Linked DNA regions of Oryctolagus cuniculus: region 1 is linked to region 2. The links are chromatin contacts, called in public Hi-C maps. All regions are on one chromosome and are shown on one strand. Each heading gives the region's core, a stretch centred on a gene start, on an enhancer-like site or on the middle of the called end of the contact. The rest is flanking DNA. Distances are from core to core; before and after follow the strand shown. Region 1 overlaps CPNE4 (copine 4). Region 2 holds the start of CPNE4 (copine 4).

Evidence for each region. A called contact is a pair of places that touch in the nucleus more often than the background predicts.
Region 1: a contact with region 2 is called in a Hi-C map of liver, with 6 times the contacts expected there. The contact joins the enhancer-like site here to the promoter of CPNE4 in region 2. A contact is called at or near these places in 3 of 6 Hi-C or Micro-C datasets (ear pinna, liver and an unstated tissue).

What each region holds. Positions count from the first base shown.
Region 1 is chr4:149,160,126-149,163,143 of mOryCun1.1, reverse strand. The region is part of intron 2 of CPNE4 (copine 4); the gene reads right to left. Among named protein-coding and RNA genes, the nearest start is that of CPNE4, 250 kb to the right of the region's middle. Within about 2 kb of position 1,768, at least 1 of the 8 cell types and tissues checked has an H3K27ac peak or open chromatin away from gene starts, as enhancers often do.
Region 2 is chr4:148,908,693-148,911,619 of mOryCun1.1, reverse strand. It overlaps CPNE4 (copine 4), which reads right to left and starts at 1,433. Exons shown (of 16, transcript XM_051818460.2): 1 at 1,279-1,433. The coding sequence starts at 1,334.

The DNA.
Region 1 (3,018 bases), core at 519-3,018, 250 kb before region 2:
TCTCACAGGACACAACCTCTGTCCACTGCTGCAGCTGTTCCCCCCCCTCTCATTAAAATCCAAACACAAAGTTCCATTCTTTCTGTTTGTTTTTGAACATACTAAATCTGTCCTTGCCCTGAGATCTCTGCATCCTCTGCTTCCTCTTTCTGTATAGTTTTTATGCCTAGATTGGGCTTGTCCCTTCCTGTCACTCCATGACCATACCTTCAAAGAGGAGAACGTCACAGAGACAAATCTTCACATCATGCCCAGGAGATCAGGGTCCTCAAGTCAGGAGTTGCCTGTCTGTGTTCTCCAGTCCCTTGCAGATCCTGTGCTGTTTCTATGAGTGTGTTGTCAGTGGTTCATTCCCCTTTGATTTCCTTGCTTGTGGTGTGCAGCTACCTAAGAAGCTCCAGGATTATCAGGTTCTTAATACGCCATGCAAGCCGAGCCACCCGACTGCCTCTAAGGAAAGACACTTCTCGGGATGTTTCTTGACACACAGACTGACTTTTATATTTATCCAAACTTTACCATTACAATTATCCTGTAATGATCTCCCTTTGGAAACCACACACTGAAAATCCAGATCAATTTTGGAAGTTACTTTTATTTTTTTAAGGGAGACAGCTAACTTGAGTGTAAGGCCCTCAGTGGTAGAATGACTTTCAACTCAGATGCTCCAGCACAATTTTGCTGTGAAGGATTCTCACTTTATTCCTCTTGTTCAGTATCTTAGTAGGACTCAACATTGATAAAGGAGCACCGCATCTCATTAAGTACTTGCACAGAGTCCTCCCTTGTATTTTCCTCTAACTCCTGGGCTATGAAGGGCCCCTGCAGTTGAGTATGTCCTTTGTGTCCTATGAAAGCTTGCCTGGAATGAGAGCTTGGGGAATAAAATACAGCCACAGGGGAAAGCTGGCCCGGGGGAAAGGGTGTCTTTCTCAAGTCAACCACCAGAGGGGGCTTGTTTTCTCATTTCTACTAAGGCACCATCTGTGCTGGTGATAGCCTTGGCAGTACTATTATATACTATTCCTGTTTGTTGATTGCTTTATTTTGCAGATGGCAGCCCTGCTATTCAGAGAGGTAAAGTATCATATCCTCAGTGAAAATCTGCTAGTGAGTCAGAAATCTGCTAGTGTGTTTATAATCTAGGGCTCTTTCCATGATCACTGAGAGATACTCTTCCTTTCACTGTGAGATGATCCCTAGCCTGTAGAGCAAGGGCTGGGGCCAGAATTCCAGAGTGCAATCAGCAAAGCACAGAGCAGTATTGAGATGATTTCTTCCACAGTAAGCCATTCTGGAATCATCTTCAACTTCATTAACTACTTCAAGGGGTTGGTTTGGTCACTACTGACCTCCCCTTTTTAAGTAAAGTTGCTATTAAATTAATCCCTATCTTGGATGAAGTCAGATGCCGTGACTCCTGAACCTCAATTATAGACACATCCATTGATTCTGGCCCTGTTCCCTCAAGTCAGAAGCACACAATCATACTGCATCTTTCCACAAAGATGGCATGTTTTTATGTCATGTCTGCAGTCTTTGGAGGAAATGATGAAGGTTGGAGGAAGGCTGCAAATGAACACATTTTCCCTAAGTCCATTCAGACTAGAAGTCGTGATCACAAGGTCTGCCCCTTCCTTTCTGGCTGAACCAGACCCTCCATCATTAAAGGATTTAACCTCATTTGCTGCTCTCTAGGGAGAATGCATTCAACCACAAGCTTCCCAAGGCGCTTCCCTTCCTGGTACAAAAAGCTGAAAATGTCATCACATTTGCAAATGAACAGAAACCTCCCACTCCAAGAGTGTCAGTGCTGCTGGGGCTTGCTGAAGCAGCCTGCAGGAGCCTTCCTCTCACTGCCATGGCTTTGTTGTTAGCATAATACACACATATCCTTTTCATCTGATAATGTTGGGCCACTTTAACTTTCACTGCAAAGGCAACAATGCTTAGCATCCAACTCAGCCCAAAAGTGCTCTCAGTTTTTGGGAAAAGGTAGAATGCCTCCTATTCCCTCCTGATGGCTGAGTCACCTGCAACCTCCAGCCATGTCCTTACTTCCACTTCACCCATGGTGTACACTGAAACTCTGCAGTCACAGTGGCTTTGGTATTCTTATGCTTGGGAACTTAATTCTGAACTCTGGATGGAAATGTGGCCCCATCAGCCCATCTTTCTTGACATTCTCATTTGTCAAAGAGAGATGGGCTGAAAGCAATTTCATATCTCTTGTGATTTGCAGGGATCTATTGTGTCTGGTTAACTATTTCCTCAGGGAAGGTCTCCAAAGTCTGGCAAGATGAGACTTCTTGATAAGGCACCACAGGCTATGCCAACTCATGGAGGACCAGCCCATAGTTTCTTGAGCATGAAAGAATCATGATGGCAACTGGCTTCATGCCATCAGAAATCCAGACTGACTGGTTCATCCTATTACAGAGATGTCCTGCAGAATGTAGCCAAAGGTGATCACCAGAGATTCCATTAGAAGGTTTCCACTTGGATTATGCTACAAGCTTGCCAGACGTGAATCCTAGAGTGGTCTGATACTCAAGGCAGCTGTTAGATTTCTTTGTCCTACTTTGCAGGTGCCAGGAACATGGGAATGAGGGACTCTAGCTAAAACTTTTTTTAATAAAATTTCATTTTTTTAGAAACTTAAGGCAGCACCCAAGAATGATACATTTTGTGAACACTTAGACATAACTATAATTTATGAGACATAAGAACATCCTCCACTTAATACATTAAAAGAAAGTAAGTCCTTGAGAACAAGTTTTACCATTAATTACGGAAGCACCTAAGAAAATAAGCAATGGAGTTGGACACTTAGGCATAATTAAAACTCCCTCCACTTAATACACTAAAATAAATAAATCTTTGAGAATAAGTTTTACTGTTAACTCTCATAATACAACTCTTTGTGGACATAGGTCCTACATGGGAAGTTATTGCACAGTGATCTCTGTTGTTAATTTAACAATTAGCACCCCTTTGTATGACATCAATGATCTCCTG
Region 2 (2,927 bases), core at 184-2,683:
AGGGAACCCAGGTCGACCCTGGGACTCGCCTTGGACAAACTTATGCCATGTGGCTATGCAAAGCCCATCAAGCCGTTGTGGCTGGGGATATGGGATTACAGAATGGGCTTGGCCTTCCACAGGGCATAGGGTCAGAAACTGCAATTTGCTCTCCTGAACTGCTGGAGTTGGGGTGTGGGGGATCGACACCTCATCCTCATACTGAGAGTGATGGCCAGGGGGATGGCTCTCCAAGGAGTGTTTTGGGTTCTCCTCCCAGGAACAAGAGGGCAGATGGTGGGTGTCAAGTAACTGAAAATGTGAAATCAGAAAACATTTCTTCCAGATTTTATGAAGAAGTAGTCTTGGAGATAAACGTGAAGTCTGAGTTGGAGTGAACTTGCAAAGATGGGAAGAAAAGGGCATTTCCTTGCACGTTGACTGTGGTCTTCTAGAATTCAAGTTCTGTGAAGGTAGATGATACTTCTGTCTCATTGTATTATTCATTATTATAACCCACATGCCTAGAAAAGTGCATCTGTCCCTTAACAAGTAGTCAACAAACATTTGTTAAATTTAACAGAAACCTTCTTTTCAATAAGCAAGAGAAGACGAATTCAGATGTGCCGAGCTTGTGCTATTTCCAGGCATCTGTTCAGCACTCTACATACCACCCCATTTAATTTTTACAGCAACCTGCACAAGTAAGTTTTATTCTGTCTACAATATGCATGGGTCTGGGGTGATTGGAATGACTAGACCAGGGAGCACAGTTACTACTGGGAGAGGAGGAAGTGTTAATTGAAGCAAGACAGGAAGCAGCAACCAAGAATGAATGAACACGTAGACATAGAGTAGAAGTTACAAAGTTCATAGAGAAAAACCCAGCACAGGTATGTCTGACCCCCTCCCCACCCCCAGTTCAAAGAAAAGATACACCAGCTGAACACAGTGCCACAACTTGTGACAAATATGGTTTCCTCTGCTAGCAGGCTCCAGCTCCCTAATTAGAAGCAAACAGTTGCCTGCAAGCCAGCATGCAGAACACACATGCAGCTTTATGCCAGAAACTTGGGATTTTTTCTCAAGGCATGAACTGAAGGTATATTCAGAAAGGCTCTTTGCAGGGCAGATAAGCAGAGTGTACTCCCACCTCTCATCTGAAATCAGCAGCTCCTCTGCTGATCATCACTGGCTAATAAGCTGTGTTCTCAATCACTGCCCCCACAGCAAGTTGCCCACTAGCCTGGGTCCCCTCGACAACCGAAAGACCAACATCTGCTTGTCTGTGCCACTCACCTCCTCCCACCTCTCCTTTTTGTGGGTTCCGAGCTGCTGCTGGGTTCCACAGCCATGGTCAAAATGCTTTAAAGCCAAGCCACAGAGGCACGGTGGCCCTGGTGTTCCCAAGCCGCAGAGGAGACTCCAGCCCAGGGTGGATTTGCTCGCCCAGTCCCTGTTTGATAATAGCTGGGGAGGCGTCCGTTCAGTGTCCTATGCCAATAGGAAAGGCATCTCACCCATCAGTGTGACGAGTCAAACGCTGGACTGGAGCCAGGGAACAAAAGGAAAGACATGTGGATTCTTACCAATGCAGTTGATACCATTTTTTAAGGGTAGCAGATGATGAAGGAGAAAAACAGGCAGAGACTCAGTGCCCTGCATCAAAAACCTTGGATCCTTCCCTGAATGAGTCAGGGTGAGCATTTTGTTTTGAAATTGAATCTCTGTTTTCCCTTTTTTCTTCTTTTGAGCTGAAGGATGGTTACATACTCAACTAGTCAAGGGGATTGCTGTAAATAACAGGATTTATTTTTGAGACTGTGGATCAAATAAGAACCTTGAATTCTCACCCCAGGGCTATTTATAGCTCAGAATGTGCTCTTTTTTCCTATTTCATGTGATTTTGAGAAGGGACTGATGTGTCCTCTCTGTTGTTCGTCTGTATGCCTAAGGCAGGTTGTATTACTGGAAAGCAGGAGAGGGCCCTCTAAGAAGCCCTGACTGGAAGCTCAGGGTGCAGGGGAAGCTGGCAGGCACAGTGCATGCTGATGTGGGACTTGCATCCTCCCTGCCTGTCCTTTCTATGGAGACTCTGCAGGACCCGCCCCCTGCCTGCAGCCCTCAGGAACAAGCTGTTACCAGGACACCCTCTACTTTTGTCCACCAATAGGTGGCATCACAATCTCTTTTCCTGCATTTTAACAACCATGGACAGAAGGCATTTTCTTTCAGAGATTTCACACTTTACCGTGGGTGATATTTGAAAGGCCACCAAATCAGCTCTGTATTAATGCAGAGCACATTAGCCTTTGGCTCAGGCATTCCTCTGAGCCTCAGTTTCCCCATTGTAAAAAGGAAGTGTTTGAACAGAACTCCCCTTCTCAGTTCTGCTTTCCAACTACAAACTCTTCCCAGCCACAGCATTCCTCCTGCCTGTGATAAAGCCATCAGGATGAAGGAACAGCAGGTGCAGCTGTCCCTCTGTTTCAGACTGCTATTCACCCAGCCTATATTAATTTCTGTCCTTTTTTTCATTTATTAAGGAAAAGCACAACTTTGTGGAGGTAACAATGCATCAGCCCCAAACCTACATTTTCCAGTCTTTCTAGCTGATGTGGTAGTCCTGTGACTAGGGTTCTGCACTGTTCAGTATGGTGGCCACATATATCTACTTAGCTTTAACTTTATTAAAATAGGGGTTGGCATTTGGTGCAGCAGTTGCAATACAACTTGGAATGCCTGCATCTCATATCAGTGTGCCAGATTCAAGTGCCAGCTCTATTTCTGATTCCAGTCTCTTGCTAATGTGCAGCCTGGGAGGCAGCAGCCAATTGCTCAAAGAGTATTGTCCCTATCACTTGCATAGGAGACCCAAACTGAGTTCTGAGCTCCTGGCTTCAGCTTTGCCCAGCCCAAGCTATTGTAGGTATTTGGGAAGTGAATCA